Regions from separate parts of the Phocoena phocoena genome. Here region 1 is linked to region 2. Evidence: chromatin contacts called from public Hi-C data. All regions are on one chromosome and are shown on one strand. The core of a region is the stretch at or near the end of the contact, and the rest is flanking DNA. Distances in the headings are between cores, read along the strand shown.

The links. A called contact is a pair of places that touch in the nucleus more often than the background predicts.
Region 1: a Hi-C map of lung shows a contact between it and region 2, with 5 times the contacts expected there. The contact joins the promoter of LOC136127993 here to the promoter of GIMAP8 in region 2. A contact is called at or near these places in 2 of 2 Hi-C or Micro-C datasets (kidney and lung).

Annotation. Positions count from the first base shown.
Region 1 is chr9:99,853,575-99,860,580 of mPhoPho1.1, reverse strand. LOC136127993 (GTPase IMAP family member 5-like) reads left to right here and starts at 5,415. Exons shown (of 2, transcript XM_065883622.1): 1 at 5,415-5,457; 2 at 6,411-7,006. The coding sequence starts at 5,415.
Region 2 is chr9:99,671,469-99,678,598 of mPhoPho1.1, reverse strand. GIMAP8 (GTPase, IMAP family member 8) reads right to left here and starts at 2,250. Exons shown (of 8, transcript XM_065883616.1): 1 at 2,220-2,250; 2 at 1,846-2,003; 3 at 1,540-1,670. The coding sequence starts at 2,250.

The sequences.
Region 1 (7,006 bases), core at 4,166-6,665, 180 kb before region 2:
GTGTTAACCAGTGTTATATAGAGTAGGTAGTATTTTGCTTTCTTGAGTAATAAATAAAGGCCTTTCTTGAATCAACAAGAAAAATACATATAATTTAACAGAAGAAATCAGCTAAGTATATGAAGAGGCTGTTTAGAGGAAAAAGCATACAACTGTCTCCAGTAGAAAGCAGCTCATCTCACCCTATGTAGTAGCTGAGGAAATTCCTGAAGACAGAACTAAGATGATTGTTTTCAGTGATTAATTTGCATTTTTTCTAATGCACAGAAAGTAGCCGGTCAGGATCTGGAGTCTCTATGGTGTGGGGTCATGTGTATTAGCCTCAGCAGCTTAAGACAAGTAAAAGGACAGGTTTACCTCAACCGTGAAAAAATCACGTGGCAGGTGTGGATTTGCTACGGTTGAGCAATGTCTTGCGTACCAGGTATTTACAAAATGTGTGCTGAGATAACTGAATAGGTTGACTTCGTGCATAGAAGTATTCACGATAAACCAGTTGAGAGTTGATAAATGTCTAGCACAAAGAGTTATTTTTGTTTTAGAGGAGTTGATCTTTTAACCTCCTTTCCCCTACCCACCCACCCCCAACTAAAATGAGATATCAGAGGGATTTCTAGCTAGCAAAGACCAAAAATGTCTTCTGTATGTTAAAAGCATGCCTTTCTGTCCTCTACAGCAGGAGGGCATGTGTCCACCTCATTTCAGTGTAATAGCTATTATTGTTTGAAAAGTTAAAATGACAGTATCGATATGGGAGAATATTTTGTAAGTCAGGCATGGCTTTCATTGCAAATGTGAAACGTGGGTGTTATCTGCATTATAAATGCCCTCCCCTCTCAGCAAAGAACCAAGAGGTACTTGCAGCTCAATGTCCTGATTATAGCTGTTTCTCAACTTACAGTTTTGAACCCAAATGTGCAAGTAATGGTTCAAACTCTGCCCCCTTCACTCTAAGGATGTCTCCAGAGAGGTGCTTCAGCCCCTGCAACCCAGGGGCCCCCAGCAGGGCCTTTGCACAGAAGCAGAGGAAGAACATTAACCAGGGCAGTGGGAGGCGCCATGTCACCCCTATCCACTTAAGTGCCTGTCACTTTGCCCAAATCGCACTATGGGTGGGGTCGGATGTGTCCCTGGCTTCTGTGGAAATGCAAGTCCACCTAGGTGAAGAAACCTACCAAACTTTGTTTCCTCCTCAGGTCAAAGCATGGGTGACTCGAGAGCAGGGCATTTGACAGAGAAACAAGAAGGGGGGCCAGAGCCAGAGGAGGTCTCAAGCAAGATGCCTGCCTTAAGTTCAGCCTTCACTGCCATCTGGAGTTACATCTAAGAAGCTATCTTTATGCAGGAGACATAAATGGTGGGCGTGGGGAGATGCGAGTTGGTCCAGTGTGGGCCAGTGAAGGGCGGTGGATGCTTGGTTTGGGATGCAACCGTGCCCCAGATGTTCATTGGCTTCCCCGAGTCTCCAGACTAACTCAGGTAGAGACCTTGTTCTGCAGAAAAGCCTTACAGAGATGCGGTGGGGAGAAGGAAATGGAACTGTTATTAAAAAGAAAACAAAACCAAGCCAAACCAAAAAAGAAAACCCTCTTCCTCTGGCGTCTCCGAGGGCTTCTGAGTCACTCTCTGAGGACAGCTTGGTGAGGAAACTCACACATTGTCCTTTCCCTCCCCCGGGGCTCACGGTCTTTTTCTCTCTCTCTCTTTCTCTCTGGCAGGTAGAATTGGTGGCCAGGTTTTTTCATCTGTCACTCCTCTTATGTTTTTGTGAAGAGACTAGAAGCCAATGAGAGAGGCTGCCTGGGAGAGGAGGGAAGATTGCAGCAAGATTGTCTGAGAACTTGCAGAACTTTCCAGGACATACCAGGTAACAGGGCTTGTTCGTCTCTCTACCTCTCTCCTTCCCCTTCCCTCCCTCTCCTTCTCCCTCTCTGTGCAGTTCTCCCAGTAACAATCTGTGTCAATCTGCACACTTGATCTTTCTAAGCCTGAGTTTCATTATTCCTAAATTATCAGGGTCAGGAATTACATACCCTAAAGCCCCAAATAACTGCAAACAGAAAATATTACTAGTACTATATTTTTCAGAACCTAAAATTTTGAACAGAATGAGCTCAGAGAGTAGCCCTTTGGTGATACTAGCTCGTTTATTTCTCGCGTTTGTGCAAAAGTGTATCCACATAGGCACCCACATCTGGGTGCACCTATAGAGTTCTCTGCGCGTTGCTGGGTGAGGGAGGACGGTCTGACCCTCCTCCCTGCAACCTGCTCCCAGAAGTCATAGGATGCCTTCTGAAGAACAGGCTGGAAACCGGCCTTGCGATTTTAATCTGACTTGATGTCTGTCGCTTGTCTCTGTCGCACACACCACTCAACTCGAAGGCAAGTTTCTGTTTTCAAGAGGGAAAACGATTTCAGGAACAGGACAAGGTGATCCGCTTGGGTAAAACACGTGCTTTATTTCTGAGAAAGACATACAATTTATTGTTTTGAAAAATGATTTAACCTGCTCACTGACCAGGATGGAGTTACGAGGGCGTTATCCCTGGAGGATTACCCTGCTTGGCACCCTTTGACAGCGACCGGTGTCTCACCATGGCATCTTGTTTATGATTCCTAATCGGCGTGTCACCTTCTCCAACCCTCTCCCGTGGGGCCAGTAGGGAGGAGATCCTGAATACTTTTGGCAAATGAGAGTGAGATAATCTGCCTGGGTTTTGGCCCATTTCACAATTTTGCCAAGGGTGCCTCTACCTTTCCTGTCCCCACGTGCTCCTTTCAGCCCTGCCCAGTGGAGACGTCGCAGGAAGTGGGGCTTCCCAAGGGTGGTACAAGGAATCACCTTCTTTCCCTGTCTTTGGAAGGAGCTGTTCTCTAAACTGGTCCAACCGTCCTCCAAGTGTAGGGAGAGAAGTGTCTAGCAAAGCCAGGTATTTAGTAACATTTTCAATGAGTGGATGGAAGGATGATGGCTCTGCAGTGAGGTTGATGGCCAGAAGGAAGCACGATGATGGTGATGTCGGGAGGGGACTAATGTGGCGACAAGGGCACAGGGATCTGCAGGGGACAGAGTAGGGGAGGGTGTACAGCTGGGACCCGGTGGCAGCCTTCTGGCCAGAGGTGTGGCCGTTTGGACTAGAGAGGGAAAAAAAATCCTCCCAAAATAATTGAGAAAGATGGTTCTTGAGAAGGGGCCCCTTTTTTCACTTCTCTTTCTGCTCAGGCTAGACTCAGAGAGAGCAGGAATTCAAGCCTCTCATTCTTGTTCCAAGATGGCTGGCTACCAGTCGCTTGGCCATACACATCACGTGAGTAGCGTTGCTTGACCCGTTCCCGAGGGTCTGAGGGGCAGCCAGAGGGGAACATCCCTCCCAGCACACAGGGCAGGCAGCGCACTCTGGTCCTGCCTGCACTCCCAATTGGCCGGGAGACACCGTGAAGGGGTTGCCATCTCTCTCGGGTATCCCTTCAACCCACAGTCCTGGGTGCAGGTGGCTTCACATTGCTGCTGTATTCCTCATATATAAAAGACGTGGACGGTGTTACCTGATTTCTCTGAGTCCAGGCATATCAGCTCCAGCCCCCCTCCAGCTCCCCTTTCTGCAGCTCTTTCAGCATCACCTTCTCTGCCCCTTAACATTCATCCAATCACTTACCTGGTACCAGCCTGGTGTCCTCAGATGCTTGGGAGCCCCTCCTTGCTGGTCCTCTCTGGAGACCACCATTCAAGATGATCCAAGGGCAGTAAATGAGAAAACAGAGCACCTTGGTTTCAAGATCATCAGCACAGAAAACAAGCTGATATCTAAAAAACACCGGTGTCCCCATTTGCCTCCCCTATGCAATCACATCTTTTAAAAAGTCCTCCCTGTAGACTTCATGCTTGAAAAGATCCAGCCAAAGGTGAGAATTATTTTCAGGTTTGCTCCTTCTCCAGATTTCAACAGAGAGAATTAGCTGGATCGATGTATCAGTTTTCTCCAGAAAAAACGGAACCAATAGGATGTATATATGAAGAAATCTATTTGAAAGATTGGCTCACGCAATTATGGGGGCTAGTAGGTCCAAAACTGGCAGGATAGAAACTCAGGCAGGAGCTGATGTTGAAGTCTTGAGGCTGAATTCTCTTTTGGCTTGAAAATACCATTAGAACGAATTACAAGATATTACCGGGAAACTGTCTGATAGAAGCTGAATTTTGACATTCAAATTAAAATAATTCCCAAGTTATTTATTTATTAAATTATTTTTCCTTCAAAGGTAATCACAGTGGCCAGTTTCAGAGGTGGAGGGGCTAGATAACATCCTATATGGTGTGATTCCAAGGAGTGTGGAGGAAATCTACTTATTCCAAAAAGTAGTTTTTTTCGGTTCACCTGTCCTAGATGCTGAAATTCCACAATTAGAGATTCATTCTTTAGCATTAACTCCTTGAGCCTTAGAAAATACTCTAAAACTTGGCACACAGTGAGGTCCTGATGCAGTTTTGGCAAGGGTCGTGAAGTTCTTTCCCAATAGTGAAGCTTGAGTAGTCATCCTTGGATGGGGCCTGAGTGGCCCCACTCGCTGAGCACAGGAAGTAGGAAGTAGGAAGAAAGACAAAGATCAAGAAAAAGGCATATGGGGTACAATGAAAGAAGGGGAGTGGACTGGAGAGGGATGCCCCTGAGGTAGCTACTGGTCAGAGACTATTTGAGCTGAGAATATGGAAGCATAACTCTTTGGTAACATAAGAGCTGGTCTGAGCCTAACAGATCAGGTCTTCCCTCTGTTTACCGGACGTATGCTCCACCCCACTGCCCACCTGGGGTCATGACAATCTCCTACTCCTGGCATGACCAACTCGTCCTGGTTTGCCTGGGGCTCTCCCAGTTTCAACACTGAAGTTCCTTTGATCAGGGGATCCTCTCAGTCCTGGGCAAACTGGGATGATTCGTGACCCTCTCTACCACCATCACCACGGAAACTTAGGGAAGAACGTCTTTTGTGAGTTTACCCAAGGCGAAACTTTGCGAGGCAATCTTGAGTTTGGGTGCCAGGACTGAGATCCTGAAGACAGAGAGCCAGGAAGCCAGGATATGACCAACTTCCTCAGTTGGTCTTCTGGGTGGACAGCACGTTTTCAGTGCGTCCTGTTAGTAGCTAAATCCAGGCGGCGGGAAACCACGTGCGTTGCTCTTGTGTTGGGACTGTGTATATACTCTTTGTGAGGAAGTTCAGTCTAGTGCCGAGAATGGCTGAGGGTCCGCAGCCCTGGGTTTTAGTCTCGGCTCGTCCATTAAAGTATGTGTGACCTTCAGTAGTCGTTTTTTTCTCCCTTCAATCTCCTCATCTATAAAATGTGGTGTTTTGTGTCGGATGTCACATCCGACTCGAGTATGAACAGTCTCTGCCTGTTTTCCGTCTAGAACAAAATGGAGGGGCTTCAGAAGGGTGGAGAAGACACGTGCATCAAAGGTAAGATCTGGTGGAGCCCTGCACAACACCTGGGGACCATGAACTCAGCATTGGGTCAGCAAACTTCCCACCGGTAGGGAAAGGTACAAGACTAGAGTCACCTCAACACAAAGAAAATGCATGTCCCCCAAGAAATAGAACTTATTAGGCTATCTGCTGTCATGCTCTCCTTAGTGAGGGTAAGTTCTTTCAGGTAAAACCCTGCCATCTTGTAAAACAGAGACCAGGCAGGGATGGGAGGAGATGAAAGTATGCAACTGACAATTAATTTAATGGTTGTAGGAAGCTCTGAGCATCAGAAGGCCTTCAGGGTGGGAACTGAATAGGGAGAATGTTCTGGAAAGGGTGGAAAAATTCAGCATCCCAAAAGGAGCGATCCTGATGACTTTGGCCAGCTGGGATGATTTATCCACCAACCCTGCAAGACTTCCCTTTATTCTCTATGTAACAATATTTACTCTGAGCCCAGCCCTGTTCTGGGAAAAGAGAGTGTGATAGCCTAATTGATCCAGGGAGGCTATTCCTTCTAGGTCTTTTCCTTTTTATCTTTCGTTCTCTTCCTCCTAAAAAGGCATTTATTACTCTTTTTGTCAGTTCAGGCTGCTAAAACAACCACCACAGACTGGGTGGTAATCAACGAATGTTAATTTCTCACTGATCTGGAGGCTGGAAGGTCCAAGGTCGAGGTGTGGTAGATCTGGTGTCTGGGGAGAACACTCTTCCGGGTTGCTGTGTCCTCATCTGGTGGAAAGAGAGTTCCAGTCTCTTTCTTTTCTTAGAAGGACGCTAATTCCATCATGGAGTTCCATCCTCACGCCCTCATCTAGACCTCAGCACTTCCCAAAGACGCAACTTCCAGATACCATTGACAATTAGGGTTTCAGCATATGATTTTGGGGGGGACACATTCAGTCCATGGCAATGGCACATTAACTTTCTGTGTGCTCTGACAGGCGGAGGAGAAGAGAGCTTAAATCCAGGATCGTTTTGGTTGAGGATCATCCTGGTGGGCAAAACAGGCAGCGGGAAGAGTGCCACCGGGAACAGCATCCTCTGCCAGCCAGTGTTTGAGTCCAGGCTGGCGGCCCAGTCGGTGACCAGGAAGTGTCAGGGCGCAACGGGCACGTGGGATGGGAGGAGCGTCCTGGTGGTGGACACGCCCCCCATCTTTGAGGCGAGGGCCCAGGACCAAGAGGCGTACGAGGACATCGGGGACTGCTACCTGCTCTCGGCCCCGGGGCCTCACGTGCTGCTGCTGGTGACCCAGCTGGGGCGCTTCACAGAGCAGGACGTGGTGGCCGTGACCAGGGTGAAGGAGGTCTTTGGGGCGAGAGCCCTGAGACACACGGTCATCCTCTTCACCCGCAAGGAGGACTTAGCGGACGGATCCTTGCATGACTACGTAGCAAACACAGACAACGTCAGGCTGAGGGGCCTGGTCCGGGAGTGCGGGCACAGGTACTGCGCCTTCAGCAACCGGGCCTCCGGGGACGAGCAGAGGAAGCAGCTGGCCGAGCTGATGGCCGTGGTCGAGGGGCTGGAGAGGGAG
Region 2 (7,130 bases), core at 1,001-3,500:
GCCCATCGACAGACGAACGGATGAAGAAGATGTGGTACATATATACAATGGAATATTACTCAGCCTTAAAAAGGAATGAAATTGGGTCATTTGTAGAGACGTGGATGGACCTAGAGACTGTCATCCAGAGTGAAGTAAGTCAGAAAGAGAAAAACAAATATCGTATATTAACGCATATATGTGGAATCTAGAAAAATGGTACAGATGAACCGGTTTGCAGGGCAGAAATAGAGACACAGATGTAGAGAACGAATGTATGGACACAAAGCGGGGAAGGGTGTGGTGGTGGGATGAATTGGGAGATTGGGATTGACATATATACACTAATACGTATAAAATAGGTAACTAATAAGAACCTGCTGTATAAAAAAATAAATAGAATAAAATTCAAGAATTTTTTAAAAACTTAAAAAAATGAAAGAAAGAAAGCTTTCTCCAGAACTCTTGTGAGACTCTAAAGCAGGCTCCACCTTCTTCCCAGGATAGAGCCCAAGGGGGACGAGGCTTCAGGCACCCAAGCAAAGCTTCCAGTGATGTAGGGATTTGTCCAACGTCAGGGGCAGTTCAGGTGCACAGAAAAAGGTGGTCAGAGAAGCTTCCAGAGCCCAGCCTGGAGAGAACTCAGTCCCAGCCCGGCAGGAGGAAGGAAGGGAGTTCATGGGTGAAAGCCCAGGAGGCTTAAATTTAGATAAAATCAGAAAGAGTGTTTTTGGCAAACACTGACCACTTTCAACCATCAGTTAATGGAATCCTGATTGTGCAAGGGTTGGGAAATATCACGAGAGTGAATGTGGAAAATCCGTGTCCAAACGGCCAGCTTCCCTGCCCGCTTCTGCTCAAGGAGGCAGGCAGCTCCCGCTGACTTCCCCGGGGTGAGGGTGGGAGTTTGCTTTGTGTCGCAGTCGTAATGTCAGGGGATGCCGGAGGAGCGGACCTACCCCCCTTTTTCTTCCAGGCCTTCATCTCAGCCCTGGGTGGGGCGAGCAGCTCCCTCCCAGACCCGCCTCTTCCTAGGAAGCTGCGCACAGACACGACTCCCCGGGGAGGGGGTGACCTCTGTGCCCCCCCAGGCTAGGGAGACCTGCGCTGGGGCGGGAAGAACACCCCAGAGCCCCTGAAATCAAGCCTTCCAGGTGGCTGTCTCCCCGCCCTGCGTCGGCCGCCTTTCCCATCCTCATGTTCACGTCCAGCACAGAAACCGCCACCACGCACATACGTACCTCGGTCCTGTCCCCTGACCTGTCACAGTCTCAGAACCTCCAGGTTCCGCGCGCCTCCGTCTCTGCATCGCTTGGCTGGGTGAAGCGGCTACTCTATCCCCTCAGAGGATGGAGCAGCGGCGCGGGGAGAGGAAAGCAGGGTCTGGACCAGCTTCGCAGGGTCAGGATCTTCCTGACATAGTGTTTCTGAGGAGGAAGAGCCTTTTAGAAATAGGTGTCCAATGCAGTCGGAGGGGAAGTTCAGAAGTGATGCCAGATCGCAGGGTGAGAACGTCTGGGTCAAGGCGGTCTGAGCCAGGAAGGGACCGCGCCCACCTACCCGGCGCGGTCAAAGGCTGGTGGGAGGTGGAGGGCGGAGGCTCCGCTGGGGCTGAGGGGACCCGGGCTGAGCCCCAGCCGAGCTTCGGAAGTGTCCCTCGAGAAGGATCGCTGTGCCGACGGCACAGGCGGCTGTGCGGAAAACAATCGGGGGCATTTCAAGGCTTTGCGCAAGCTGGGGGTGGGGGGAGGGCCCGGAGCCCGGAGCAGGTGTTTCTGCCCCAGCAGGTCCCAGCATTCACCGCTCAGCCCTGCCCTTTCCCGAGATTGGGGTGAAAACCGAAAGACATAGTTTACCTTCTCCCACCAACTCCTCGCCCTCCGTCTGCCCCGCAGCAGCCCGTACAGCTTCCTGTAACAGCTCCTCTCCTGCCTTCCAGAGGGCTCTCCCCGAACGCCTCCTCCGGAGAAACTCGGGGCCTCGGACCAGCGCTGCTTCCCAGGAGAAAGTGTTCTTTCCCGGAGCTAGACAAACATTTGAAATGCTAGAACGTTGATGCTTTCCAAGAGTTCATAAAACGAAACCCTATTGTGAGCCATAAGCGTTCAAAGCTTTCTTCTAGAGAAGGAAGTGAAACACAGAAAAAGACCTTATTTTATTTTATTGTGCTAAAAAAAAAAAACAAAAATAAAAACAACCACACACGTAACATTGACCATCTTAGCCATCTTTAAAGGTACAGCTCAGCAGCTTCAGGTGCGTTCTCGACATCGTGCCGAGAGAGTTCCAGAACTATTCCATCCCACAGCCTGGAGCTCTGGCCCCATTAGATGCCAATACTGCTCCCCCCTCCCCAGCCCCTGGTAACCGCCGTCTACTTTCTGTGTCTATGATTTAGATACTTCCTGTGACTGGAATCAGACAGTATTTGTCCTATGTGACTGGCTTTTTTCACTTAGCTTAATGTCCTCCGTGTGAGAGGACTTTCAATCACGGTGCAGAGGCCCTTGAGCTCACACTGTCACTCCAGGCTGGGTCTATGAATTGTCTGACGTGGGGCTGAGCCTTCCAGAGACTCCATGGAAGGAGGAGCAGTGGGGGCTGGACTGGGCTTTGAGGGGCTGCCGTGTCTCCTGGGATCCCCCTCCCCTCTGGTCTTCAAGTTAAGTCTGCTGGCACCGCTACCAAGGGCTGGGGTGACACGGCTACACCTTGGAGGGGAAACCGAAAGAGGGTCTCCCATGCCCCCACCCTCTTAGTAGGGAGGACCAGGTCCAGGAAGAATCCCCACCCTCCCTGGGGCACTAGATCAATTCACATAAGATCAACACATCAAAACCATCAGACAGGGGCTTCCCGGGTGGCGCAGTGGTTGAGAATCTGCCTGCCGATTCAGGGAACACGGGTTCGAGCCCTGGTCCAGGAAGATCCCACGTGCCGCGGAGCAACTAGGCCCGTGAGCCACAACTACTGAGCCCGCGCGTCTGGAGCCTGTGCTCCGCAACAAGAGAGGCCGCCATAGTGAGAGGCCCGCGCACCGCGATGAAGAGTGGCCCCCGCTTGCCGCAACTAGAGAAAGCCCTCGCACAGAAACGAAGACCCAACACAGCCAAAATTAATTAATTAATTAATTAATTTTTTAAAAAACCCAGCCATCAGACAGAAACCTGTCACGTGGCCAATCAGTCATCCCAGCTGTGTCACTCCCAGATGTGGAGGTCAGGTGAAGGCAGGGTCACAGGCCTGGTGGGATACCATATCCCCAAAACAGAGAACACAGTAAACTGAGATCAAGAAAATCTCCCTCTTTCTTAGATGAAATATGAAGCTTTGGGGGGGGCTCTGAATAAAACCAAAGCCTCAGATGACTCCTCGATGAATCAGCAGTTGTTTATTCGCTGAGTCAACGATTTTGCGAAACGATCCTCAGCACACCAGCTTTTGGAGAATGGACTTCTGTGGGCAAGGCGGCTGATTCTGGTTGGGCCCGGATCTGGGGAAGGATGGGGCTTTCCTGCTCCCTAGTGGCTGTGTGGGTAATGACAAGGGCAGCAAAAGCACTCCCCAGGTGGCTCTTGCAAGGACTCTGCAGGTAAGACACCCCTCTTTCCCCTTCCCCTCCGAGACTCTCAAAGGGGGCGGGAGGGAGAAGGACTGGATTTCCAGAAAGTATATATGTAACATGTGTACTTCCTCCTGGAAGGCACAAGTTATGCGAACAAGGAGGAAGCTACCAGGACCCAGCACTGTATCAGACACAGAGGTTCAAAGACTCTCCAGACACATCCCTGGCTCAAGGAGCTCAATCAAATGACGGGAAAAGAGACTAAAGCTGTGGATATGAAAAGTGTACATGCGCTGCCATAGAAGCGTGTTCAGGAGGCCATGGGAGCAAAGAGGAAGGCTGTCAACTCTGCAAGATGGAGAAACAACCAAGTGGGAAGCAAACTTATCAACAAACCCATAAACCAGCCCTTTACTGTGCCAGGGACTTTAATGGAGGAGATTAGCAGGCAGTAGAGGCAGAAGCTACACACGGGAGCTTAAGCCTACCCGCAGTCTTGAAGGGCAGGTAGAAATTTCCCTGGGAAGGACACTCAGGCAGAGGGAGAGTGGCAAATGCCACAGGCAGTCAGAGTGATGAGAGCAGCTTGGGCACGTGAACGAAATGGGGTCAGGCTGCAGGACCACTGAGAGGCTACTGCAATAGTACAAGCTAGAAACAAGGACATGAACGAAAATAGTGACAGTGAAAATGGACGTGGAAAAAGGAACAGATTTACGATAGATTTAGGAGCTAGAAACAGCACAAGAATAAAAAAGAGTCATTCAGGACTGCTTTTACAAGTGTTCCAAGTTGTCACATCGAAGGGAGTGCTACTCACAACATAGACATTCCTTATTTCAAAAAAAAATTTATAGGTTGTTTTATTTCCAAGATAGGACATGTGTGCTTACTACAATTTTGACAGATGGCAGTAAAAGTGTCTTGTAACTAAATTTGTACATGTTGACAGTTTTCAGATGTAATTAAAATGTCTTATTCAAACAGACTCCTTGTTTGTTACAATATTTATTATTAAGAAATAATATGCAGCCCTGAACCAAGATGGCAGAGTAGAAGGACGTGCTCTCACTCCCTCTTGCGAGAACACCAGAATCACAACTAGCTGCTGGACAATCATGGACGGGAAAAAATTCATCGACGGGAAGACACTGGAACTCACCAAAAATTATACCCCACATGCAAAGACAAAGGAGAAGCCACAATGAGACGGTAGGAGGGGCGCAATCACAGTAAAATCAAATCCTACAACTGCTGGGTGGGTGACTCACAGACTGGAGAACACTTATACCACAGAAGTCCACCCACTGGAGTGAAGTTTGAGCCCCACGTCAGGCTTCCCAACCTGGGGGTCCGGCAATGGGAGGAGGAATTCCTAGAGAATCAGACTTTGAAGGTTAGTGGGATTTGATTGCAGGACTTCGACAGGACTGGGGGAAACGGAGACTCCACTCTTGGAGGAAACACACAAAGTAGTGCGCGCATCGGGACCCAGGGGAAGGAGCAGTGACCCCAGGGGAGACTGAATCAGACCTACCTGCTAGTGTTGGAGGGTCTCCTGCAGAGGCGGTGGGTGGCTGTGGCTCACCATGGGGACAAGGCCACTGGCAGCAGAAGTCCTGGGAAATAGTCCTTGGCGTGAGCCCTCCCAGAGTCCGCCATTAGCCCCACCAAAGATCCTAGGTAGGCTCCAATGTTAGGTTGCCTTGGGCCAAACAACCAACAGGGAGGGAACCCAGCCCCACCCATCAGCAGTCAAGCGGATTAAAGTTTTACTGAGCTCTGCCCACCAGAGCAACAGTCAGCTCTACCCACCACCAGTCCCTCCCATCAGGAAACTTGCAGAAGCCTCTTAGACAGTCTCATCCACCAGAGGGCAGACAGCAGAAGCAAGAAGAACTGCAATCCTGCAGCCTGTGGAACGAAAACCACATTCACAGAAAGACAGACAAGATGAAAAGGCAGAGGGCTATGTTCCTTCATCACAAGATGAAGGAACAAGATAACACCACAGAAAAACAACGAAATGAAGTGGAGATAGGCAACCTTCCAGAAAAAGAATTCAGAATAATGATAGTGAAGATGATCCAGGACCTCAGAAAAAGAATGGAGGCAAAGATCAAGAAGATGCAAGGAATGTTTAACAAAGACCTAGAAGGATTAAAGAACAAACAAACAGAGATGAACAATACAATAACTGAAATGAAAACTACACTAGAAGGAATCAAGAGCAGAATAACTGAGGAAGAAGAACGGATAAGTGACCTGGAAGACAGAATGGTGGAATTCACGGCTGCGGAACAGAATAAAGAAAAAAGAATGAAAAGAAATGAAGATGGCCTACGAGACCTCTGGGACAACATTAAACGCAATAACATTCACATTATAGGGGTCCCAGAAGGAGAAGAGAGAGAGAAAGGACCAGAGAAAATATTTCAAGAGATTATAGTCGAAAACTTCCCTTACATGGGAAAGGAAATAGCCACCCAAGTCCAGGAAATGCAGAGAGTCCCATACAGGATAAAGCCAAGGAGTAACACGCCGAGACACATAGTCACCAAACTGACAAAAATTAAAGACAAAGGAAAATTATTGAAAGCCTCAAGGGAAAGACGACAAACAACATACAAGGGAACTCCATAAGGTTAACAGCTGATTTCTCAGCAGAAACTCTACAAGCCAGAACAGAGTGGCATGATATACTTAAAGTGATGAAAGGGAAGAACCTACAACCAAGATTACTCTACCCAGCAAGGATCTTATTCAGATTCAATGGAGGAATCAAAAGCTTTACAGACAAGCAAAAGCTAAGAGAATTCAGCACCACCAAACCAGCTCTACAACAAATGCTAAAGGAACTTCTCTAAGTGGAAAACACAAGAGAAGAAAAGGACCTACAAAAACAAACCCAAAACAATTAAGAAAATGGTCATAGGAACATACATATAGATAATTACCTTAAATGTGAATGGATTAAATGCTCCAACCAAAAGACACAGGCTTGCTGAATGGATACAAAAACAAGACCCATATATATGTTGTCTACAAGAGACCCACTTCAGACCTAGGGACACATACAGACTGAAAGTGAGGGGATGGAAAACGATATTCCATGCAAATGGAAATCAAAAGAAAGCTTGGGGAGTCCCTGGTGGCGCAGTGGTTGAGAGTCCACCTACCGATGCAGGGGACACGGGTTTGTGCCCCGGTCTGGGAAGATCCCACATGCCATGGAGCGGCTGGGCCCGTGAGCCATGGCCGCTAAGCCTGCGCATCTGGAGCTTGTGCTCCGCAATGGGAGAGGCCACAACAGTGAGAGGCCCGCGTAATGCAAAAAAAAAAGAAAAGAAAAGAAAGCTGGAGTAGCAATACTCATATCAGATAAAATAAACTTTAAAATAAAGAATGTTACAAGAGACAAGGAAGGACACTACATAATGATCAAGGGATCAATCCAAGAAGATATAACAATTATAAATATATATGCACCCAAGCTTCCCTGGTGGCACAGTGGTTGAGACTCTGCCTGCCGATGCAGGGGACACGGGTTCACGCCCCGGTCCAGGAAGATCCCACATGCTGTGGA